3 separate regions of the Sus scrofa genome follow, and all the other regions are linked to region 3. The links are chromatin contacts, called in public HiChIP or PLAC-seq maps. All regions are on one chromosome and are shown on one strand. Each heading gives the region's core, a stretch centred on a gene start, on an enhancer-like site or on the middle of the called end of the contact. The rest is flanking DNA. Distances are from core to core; before and after follow the strand shown.

The links. HiChIP or PLAC-seq counts read pairs in DNA pulled down with a chosen protein or histone mark.
Region 1: an H3K27ac HiChIP or PLAC-seq map of skeletal muscle shows a contact between it and region 3. The contact joins two enhancer-like sites. A contact is called at or near these places in 2 of 5 promoter capture datasets (fetal liver and liver) and 2 of 2 datasets of contacts at active chromatin or transcription factors (alveolar macrophages and skeletal muscle).
Region 2: an H3K27ac HiChIP or PLAC-seq map of skeletal muscle shows a contact between it and region 3, with 4 times the contacts expected there. The contact joins two enhancer-like sites. A contact is called at or near these places in 1 of 47 Hi-C or Micro-C datasets (embryonic fibroblasts) and 1 of 2 datasets of contacts at active chromatin or transcription factors (skeletal muscle).

Annotation. Positions count from the first base shown.
Region 1 is chr11:17,689,443-17,692,268 of Sscrofa11.1, reverse strand. No RefSeq gene overlaps it. Among named protein-coding and RNA genes, the nearest start is that of MIR15A, 67 kb to the left of the region's middle. Within about 2 kb of position 1,543, at least 81 of the 83 cell types and tissues checked have an H3K27ac peak or open chromatin away from gene starts, as enhancers often do. A contact at or near this core is called in skeletal muscle, where this site is marked.
Region 2 is chr11:17,289,591-17,292,301 of Sscrofa11.1, reverse strand. The region is part of intron 1 of LOC110255810 (a long non-coding RNA gene); the gene reads left to right. Among named protein-coding and RNA genes, the nearest start is that of DLEU7, 320 kb to the right of the region's middle. Within about 2 kb of position 1,456, at least 22 of the 83 cell types and tissues checked have an H3K27ac peak or open chromatin away from gene starts, as enhancers often do. A contact at or near this core is called in skeletal muscle, where this site is marked.
Region 3 is chr11:17,478,260-17,481,153 of Sscrofa11.1, reverse strand. No RefSeq gene overlaps it. Among named protein-coding and RNA genes, the nearest start is that of MIR15A, 280 kb to the left of the region's middle. Within about 2 kb of position 1,348, at least 13 of the 83 cell types and tissues checked have an H3K27ac peak or open chromatin away from gene starts, as enhancers often do. A contact at or near this core is called in skeletal muscle, where this site is marked.

The sequences.
Region 1 (2,826 bases), core at 294-2,793, 210 kb before region 3:
TATACGAATTTTCAACATCATCCAGTTTTCCTTTATGCCCAGCCACCACATGGTGTTATGTATTTAACAACTCCGGCAATTAATAAACAACATAGTTATGATATTCTGGGATCTACTAGGACTGCTCTGTCATTTACCTGAATTATTTCTCCTTGGTTCTCCACTTAAAAAGACTGTCTACCATCAGGCGTCCTTGAAATTCTCCATCTATCCAGGAAAATGTTTCAATTTTGAGATAAACCGTGTTCTAAGTCTGCCTACAGCACACGCTTTCTTTAAGTCAACCCTTTCCTTTTTCAAAAAGTCACTTAATTGTTGCCTCAAAACCGAGCTCTTTGCCCTCCCTGGGTAGACAGATCACAACGAAGAGTATTTCCCTGCAGCTAACACATCAACTTATAAATAGCGCTTACCGCGCTGAGTCACCAAAACCCGGAGTTTCCCCAAATAGCTTATAACGACTGCTGGGATCGCGTCTTCCAGAATGGTGACAGAATCCTACAGAACCCATGAGGTTAGACTCTAGGCCCATGCCGATAAGCAGGTCCCCAACCACCCAGCACCCAAAGAACGTGGGCAAGGCCGCCTCTTCCCAGCCAGGCGTAGACGTCGGACCTCGGATGGCGTTCTCCGACAGCGGGACTTGGCCTTGACCGCTCCTGGACTGTCCCCGCCCCCTCCGGAGCTGGGAGCCGCAGGGGGCCGGTACCAGCCTCCGCCCAGGGCTGCCCGCTCACACAAAGAGGCGCGTCCAGAGAGGGCGGCCTTGGGTTCTGCTCAGGTTATAGGCTCGGGACTCTGGGCAGCTGGGGAAGCAGTTAGGGGCTAAGGCCTTGAGGAAAACCCCTGTCTCCCCCTCCGCCCACTCCCACACGTTTGAAATGGCAGCAGCCGCCGGTTTGGGGGCTGGGGGAGCAGATATGGGGGAGGGAACGGAAGTGCCACCCCCTGCAGTCAGGGGATGGTGACGTCACCTCTACTGTCGGCCTGTAGCGGGGGCGTCTGCCTGTCACGTGACGCTACCCCCCCTCCCGACTCCCCGCCGAATCCCGCGCGCGCGCTCCCTCCCCCAGTCCCTTCTCTCCAACTTTCGCCCTCCCCGCTCCAGCACGGCTGTCAACAGCGCCAGCTCCGCCCCCTCCCCCGCGCCCAGTGTAACCGCCACGGCGGCGCGGCTGGCGCTCCGGCTTAGGTCCGGGCTCCTGGAAGAGAGCGTGCCTTCGGTCCTCACCTATCCCCAATTCCCAGCGCGCTGGATGCGTGGACGCCGGAGCCAGGGTGCGCGGTGGCGTGCGGCGGCAGCGCTTCTCCGCTGAACCCTCCCATAGCAGGCGCAGGACGAGGCGGAGACGCAAGGTCCAAGCTCAGAGGGGGCGAGTTGCGCTCAGCAGCCTCCTGGTCTTGGCACGTCTCCGCTGGGGGTTGACCCCCCCCCGGCGGGATCCGCAACCGGGAGCCAGCCGTCGACCCCCCTACCCAGCGGCCCGCGCCTCCGCGGCGCTCCCGCCTCCACTATCCCTGCCTCCTGGGCGGCGCACGCAAGTCCTGCTTGGCTTCGTCTCGGGCCGCCGCGCGGCCGCTGGCTGTACGACGAGGGGCCAAGCACAGAATGCCTCCTTGAACCCCCTCGGCCACCCCGCCGTGCACTGCTGGGGTTCCCGATTGGATGGCTGTCACTGCTGCGCCTCGTTCTATTTTCCCCCTCGGTTCCCTGCTAAAAGTAGAGGCTTGGGGGAGGGAAAAGAAAACCCAGTGTTGAAAGGGGCGGTGCAGACTGACCTGTCAACGGCAGAGAAGGAAGACCCCCAGGTCGGGGCGAGCTCTCGAGCCCGCGCAGGGAACGGAGCCCTGGTTCCCGCGGAGCGGCGCGGCGGCAGCGGCTGTGGCTCAGCCAGGTGTCCCCCCTCGGCGGGGCCCGCGCTGCCGCGCCCGCCCCCTCCCCCGGCGCCGCGCTCCCCGCCCCATCATCAGGGACCAGGGAACCCCCCAGCTCGATTTTTTTGTGCAGTTTCAGCAAAGCTCCGAGGAAGTTGGTCCTTTTGTTCCACTATTTATAGATTGCGTCAACATTGCGAAAAGGAGAAGGCGGAGCGGTGGCCCCTCCTCCTCCCCTCCCCCGCCGGCTCCTGGGAGAGAAAAGCCCCAGCACACGACCTAAGTACACAGCGCGCCAGCCGCCCGCCCGCCCCCGGCCTCCAGCTCGCCGCTTCCCCCTCCCAGTCCCGGCCAGAGCGCTGCCAACCCCATCACGTGCCCGCCCGGGAAAACCAGCTCCCCGGGGCTCCGCGCCGCCCGCCAGGCTCCGTGGCGGCGGCGGCGGCGGCGGCGGCTGCCTCACTCGGCTGGGCACCCAGCTCGTGGGCTCCGGTCGTGGCCCAGGCGTCGCGCACAACGTGGGCACCCGCGCCCTAGTCACCCAATGGGGCCCCGGGGTCTGCAGCTCTTGGGTGTGCTTGCAAGCCTTCCGCGCTTCCGCCCTCTACCCTCCTCCCCGCCTCTGGAGCGCCAGCGCCCTGGTGCCGGAGTGTGCGCGCGTCCGGGCCTCTCCTGGGAGCCAGGGGCCCGACTAGTCACTCGAGCGGCCGCTTCCTCAGACGTTGGGATGCCCATCCTTCCCGGCCCCCGCACGATTGGCTGAGGGCGGGGGATCGAGGGACGCGGGGGTGGCTGGCGGCAGCTCGCCGGCTAGCCGGCGGAGCGCGGGAAGTACAGTGCGGCAGTTCCGAGACGCGCGTAGACGCTCTCCCTCCTCCGCAGGTGCAGCCGGGCTTAGTGCGAGCTCACTTACGGCTTCCCGGACATCTGCGGACCAAAGAGTTTGCAGAC
Region 2 (2,711 bases), core at 207-2,706, 190 kb after region 3:
TCATCTGTTTGAATCTGACTCTAAAATTATTCAATCAGTCAATGTTCCATCCTAGTTTGATGGCCCTTTAGCTAACTCGGAAGGGTTGGGTGGTCTGAGAATACACAGATACCACCCTAGCATGGTGACTTGTTACTGTGGCATCCATGGTTGATAAAGAAACTTCTCTGCTGAAGTTGATGAGCCTCTGTCCATTTCTAGGAAGCCTTTCTTAATTCTGGTTTTATAATTTTATGAACTTTTGCTTTACAAGCAATACTTGAGTTTTGGGTTATTCGGGTCTTTTTAAACAAAACTGGTACCCAGGTTTTATTTTATTTTATTTTATTTATTTTATTTTATTTTGTGGTGGTGATACTTTGAATTCTTACTTTGATGTCATAATATTTCAGAAATAACCACAAGTGATTCTGTAATTCTTCCAAATGTTTTATTTTTAACCTGAAGTAACCATGGTCAATGTCAATAAATGTTTATTGTGTGTCAGCTGGGTATGAGCCCTGTCCCTGGCACTTAGGTCTGCTCCGAGTAATCTGTATTTCTAAGATGTTTCATTATCTGATTGCAGAGTCAGATATTTCCTCAAAGTGGTCTTCCTTGTCTCCTAAATTTTAAAATTAAGTTCCTGATTTTTGAAGATATTATCTGTAAAATGTGTGTCCAGTAATTTTCATTTACGAAGTACTTACTATGAGCCAGAAACAATTTTACAATGCATTTCCTAGTCTGAATCCCCACAAAAATTCACCGAGTTGAGGGATGACTCATGATTCCCATTTTAGTCATGAGAACAACTGAGGCTTAGTCAGAGCATATCATTTGTTTCAGGTTGCACAGCAAGTGTAGAATTGGAGTCAGGTCTTTGCTGATTTCACAGTTTCTCAGCTACGCTATGTCCAATTTGATATTTGTAGCTTTCTGTAAGCTCGCATCCAGAGCCATAATTCAGAAATTATGAGTCATTTGGTTTTACATTTTAAATCTTAGAAACCAGGACTGCTTCAGTGTATGTTTACCAACTTCTGAATAACTCTGTCCTTAATGTTATACATGACTCTTCTGTATGGTCTGGATTTCCAAGTTATTTCGAGAACTGATTATTTTGGTCAGACATATTTTAGAAGGGGACTTTAAGAGTGAAACTTACTTTAAATTCCCAATTATCCAGGGTATCTTATTTGAAGAAGAGAACAGCTGGCAGTTTTAATTCCCTAAGTGTTGAAATATTGTGGAAAAGAGAAACCCCAAACTAGCTTGCTAACAAATGGCTTAGTGAATGAATCAGCAGGAGTGAGCTCTCTCTGGTTCTTTTTGGATGTTTTCTATGTGTCCCCACAATTTGGGTGTAGTGTGATGAGCTGTTCTGCTGAGAAGCCAGAGTTGAAAGAATAAACAGGATTGACAGAATAAACAGAGTAAACCCTGATTGTGGAGGAAGGTTTACAAGTCAGCTTCCTTCTACAGCTTCAACTCACAGGCCTGGCCTAGCCTCTAGGGAGTGCACCAAAGCTTTCCCTCTGTGAACCGGTGGAAATAGCTGCATGCCTCCAATTTGTCTGGTTTCTTATTGATTAGGGAGGGCACAGGCTGCCAGTGGAGGAGCCCAGAAAGCTGGACACGGCTCAGTGAACAAACACATGCGCAGATGCACTGACAAGAGAGAGGGAGAGAGTGGGACACTGCACAGTGCCTGTGAATTCTCTCTCTCACACACACACACACACACACACACACACACAATGTCTTAATGGAAAATAAATGAATTTATTGATGTTGATCATTATGGCTGATACTTCAAATTAAATGTCACATTTGTCGAAAAATTTTTCCATTTTGTACTTGTCAAGTACTTCTCCTCTAAGGAGCCTTAAAGGCACACTCTGTTCTCTAAGAGCTGATCAGCTGGCACTGTTAAATGAGCAGCTTGGGTGGAGGATGGGCAGGAAATTGACAGTGAAGAAGGAGTTGTAAAGGGAAGAACAAACATCAAGCGCCCATGGTGGTCACTCAGCATTGGGAATCACAACTGGAGGAGCTGAGTGAGTCTGCAGCAGAGCTCATTTTATCAACAGGGCTATTTGGGCACCTAGGGACCTGGGCAGATTTCCTTGCTGAGAAGAGCTGTTATCTGGGAGTCAATTCTTAAGCCTTAAAGTCCTTGGCAGTGCAGTCCTGTGCTCTGAACCTGCTCCAGATGGTTCACAGAAGTTGTAGAATGTGTTTATAATTTGTGTCTAAGAACAGCTGAACTTTGGACCCCAGGTGATAGTGTCCAGAGGTGGACATGAGGGACAGTGACAGGGACGCATGTGCCTCCTAGGCTGGTTTGGATATCTCAGGATTGACTCCCAGTGACACTAGCCCCTAAGCTCTGGCCACCAGTGTACGCATGTAACATGAGCTCAGACAGCTCTGTTGACCCCCAGGACAGCTGCAGCTTGAGTTAATAGCACATAATTCAGCCCCTCACTGAGGCTTTCCTAGAAATCCAACCCTGAACTCTACATGGACACAGTCCAGGGACTCCTTTCCCATCTGAGAGAGCAAAAATACATCTTTTACATTTGTTCACTCGCAGCAGTTGGATGAAGCCACAGTCACCAGTGTCTCAATTCTTCCTGTTCTTCCTGTCCTGTGAGGCGCCACTGCTCTTCTTAGAGTGCTGTTTGTGAGACAGAATAGGGACACTCCATCCCACTTAGGATTCTTAG
Region 3 (2,894 bases), core at 99-2,598:
TTGGTTTTGCTAACAGTTGTGTGTATAGGAGACAATACTGAGTGGTGCTACAAAATGTATTCTTTACATGGATGGTTATGAGAAGAAGGTGAAAAGCAAGGTCTTAGGGCAAGTTGTTTCATTTTTAGGCACATGGCAGGCATTAGGGAGGGGGAGATATCACAGTAGGAGATTTTCTATACATAACTTCCACTGCTCCATGTAGACAGCCACCTTCCTAGTCTGCCTCCTCATTCAGGGTCATACCTTTTGACATTGGTCCTTTATCTTCGCTTGGTGGAGGATCATCAGGAAATCAGAATATTCTTCAGTGAATACTTTTTTGCTTGTAAGGTGCTTTTGCCCACTTGATTATGGATTGTAGATTCCAAAAGCTACGTTCATCCCAGAGAGGAGGTTAGGTTCAAATTCCTGCCTCTGAGAATCCTCCAGCATGATATTCTTTAGCTGGTTTTTGGTTTTTGATAATTCACTGTTAACATGGCCACAGTCTAGAAGGTGATGCATTTATCTGAAAGTATTTCCTATGTCTGAGTAACGTTTAACTTTTGAAGTTATGTTGCTGTTATTTAAGTGAGGTATGATTGGCCTATGATGTCTCCAGTAGCCAAGGGATGATTTTTGAAGGGAATGCAACAAACAAGTGGTACTGGTTTTTAAGAATGAAGCTAACAAGTAGATATCCTGGCTGCTAAGCAACTTCGTGGAGGCAGGGACAGCCCAGCATCTTATTTCTTTCTGGTTCATGGAGGTCTCCACTGAGAGCTGTTTTGCAGAGGGACTGTATCTCACCACCGTTCCAGAGCCCCAACTCTTCCACTCTGGGACCAGCTTTTGCCAACACTTCTATTTATTGCAAATCAGTTACTGTTTATTAAAAGCCCACTAGTACGATTCCCCTGGGGTCTGTGCAGACTGGGGAGAACTCTGGGATGAAAAGATGGAGGCTTACCTCTAGAGCCTTTAGTTAGTGGAACTTACTTATTTTCAAGCCCTTTCATCAAGTGAAGCTGGCTGATGCCAAGGAGAGTGGGAGTCATATTGGTTTTGTGTCTCCATTGAAAGCTCTTCATATTCACCAAAAAAACCAAAAAAACAAAAAACCACCTCAGAGAAATCTTAAGCTCAGAAGGAGTTAAGCTGTGTGTCTGCACAGTGTGGCTTTGTTCTGGCAATGTCCCATCAGTTTAGGTCATTTCTGATGACTTCACTCTCCTGGTGACATCAGCTTCTAATCTCCTGAAGGTGAATTCATGTGCGATTGCTTCAAAATACTCACTCCCCGAGTTCCAGGCCATTCCCGTTGATATATGGACAGAGCTTGTCTTTCCCAGGCCGCAGTCTGGTCTGTGTGCTGCATTTGTGCTTACTGTATCATATTACCATGTGGACATTATGTCACTAACTGGCACAGCCCAGCTCAAAAATGAAATGTGCTTTCGCAAGCAAAAAACCAAAAGCTAACATCACTCCTTCTTATGCCCTACCCCAGGTATAAAATAAAAAGTTTAGAAAGGATGGCTTGGCTATATTTTGGCTGGATATTTTTCTAAGTGCTCTCTTCTTTTTGCACCCTCTATGTGGTCTGAATGTTGCTGGTATCTTTATTATAGTTTTCAGTTCATTATACCTACTAACTATTAAAAATGTTTGGTTACTGGTGGCACAAATTAAATCTAAGACCTTCAAATAATTTAGGTTAGCCTTGTTTTAAAATATCAAGTTTGTAAATGAAAGTAGCCTGTTTACCTTCTAGGACCATTTCCTCTCCTTTGCCTTTCAAATGTCTTGAGAAAATAAAGAGTTGTCAGGAAAGTAGCTCAGGCTTATTGGATGGGCGCCCAGAGTCCATGTCAACCAAGGTGTTGTAGCTGTGCACTTGCCCAAAGCTGACAGGGATGTGAAGCCTCTGGGGATGGTGGGACATGGCCTGGAAAGTCCCCAGAGTTTGCCTAGTCTTAGGCCAGTGTAAGCACATGTTCTGCCCTTTTCTGCCCTTCTCCAGTTATGTCACTAGGGATACAGAAAACCATAAGGTCTCTGTGAGCCCTGCTGTCCTCCCATGGCTCCCATCACTGCGAGGAGGGAGTGTGCTCTTTTGGGGTTCTCACATGGGCCAAAAAGGGACAGAGAAGGGGAGACTGCCTGCAGAGAAACAGAGTCCCACACCTTTTCCAGGACCTTGTGCATCCATGTCTTCTTTTGATGAATGGCTCTTGGCAGTCAACAGTACCTTCTGATGAAGAGCTGGCAGGGTGCACATTGGAGTTTAAAATCATGTCAGGAAAATTTCATACCAACAGTATTTCTAAGAGGAGAGCCTGGTGTTTGAACAGGCCAAAGCAATGCCACTTTCACTGTTTATCTTCATTTCATATTGAAGGGAAAGAAAGAAACGAATAGAGCAATTTACTCTTAGAAGTGTCACAGTGCAATTTTCAAATAGTCATGACTGTAATATTCAGTTTTGGAGTCATTCCATAGACTACAGGGGTACTGAAAACATATTCTTTTTTTCTTTACCTCTTCCCATTTAGAGGCTCTTATGTTTTTTGCGTAAGGAAGTAAAATCTCTGAGTGACTTGCAGATATATTTTTATATGTAGGGGTAGTTAGGCTTTCTGAGTTTCAGATCTGTTTTAGTTGAGGATGGGGTGGGGGTTGGAGATTGGCTGCATCAGAGGAAACTGGTGAACTCTTAGTCCAGGATGCTGGCACCATTACCATTCACATCTGCTCAGGACATATGAAGAGACTGGACTTTTTTAAGGTCTAGTACGAAGGAAACCAACTTCCTTTCTCCTCCTGCTGCATTTCCAAAGTGGAAATGTTAGAGAAGCCTCTTTACAAACACATTTTTTTTTTTTTGGTCTTTTTTTAGGGCCGCACCGACC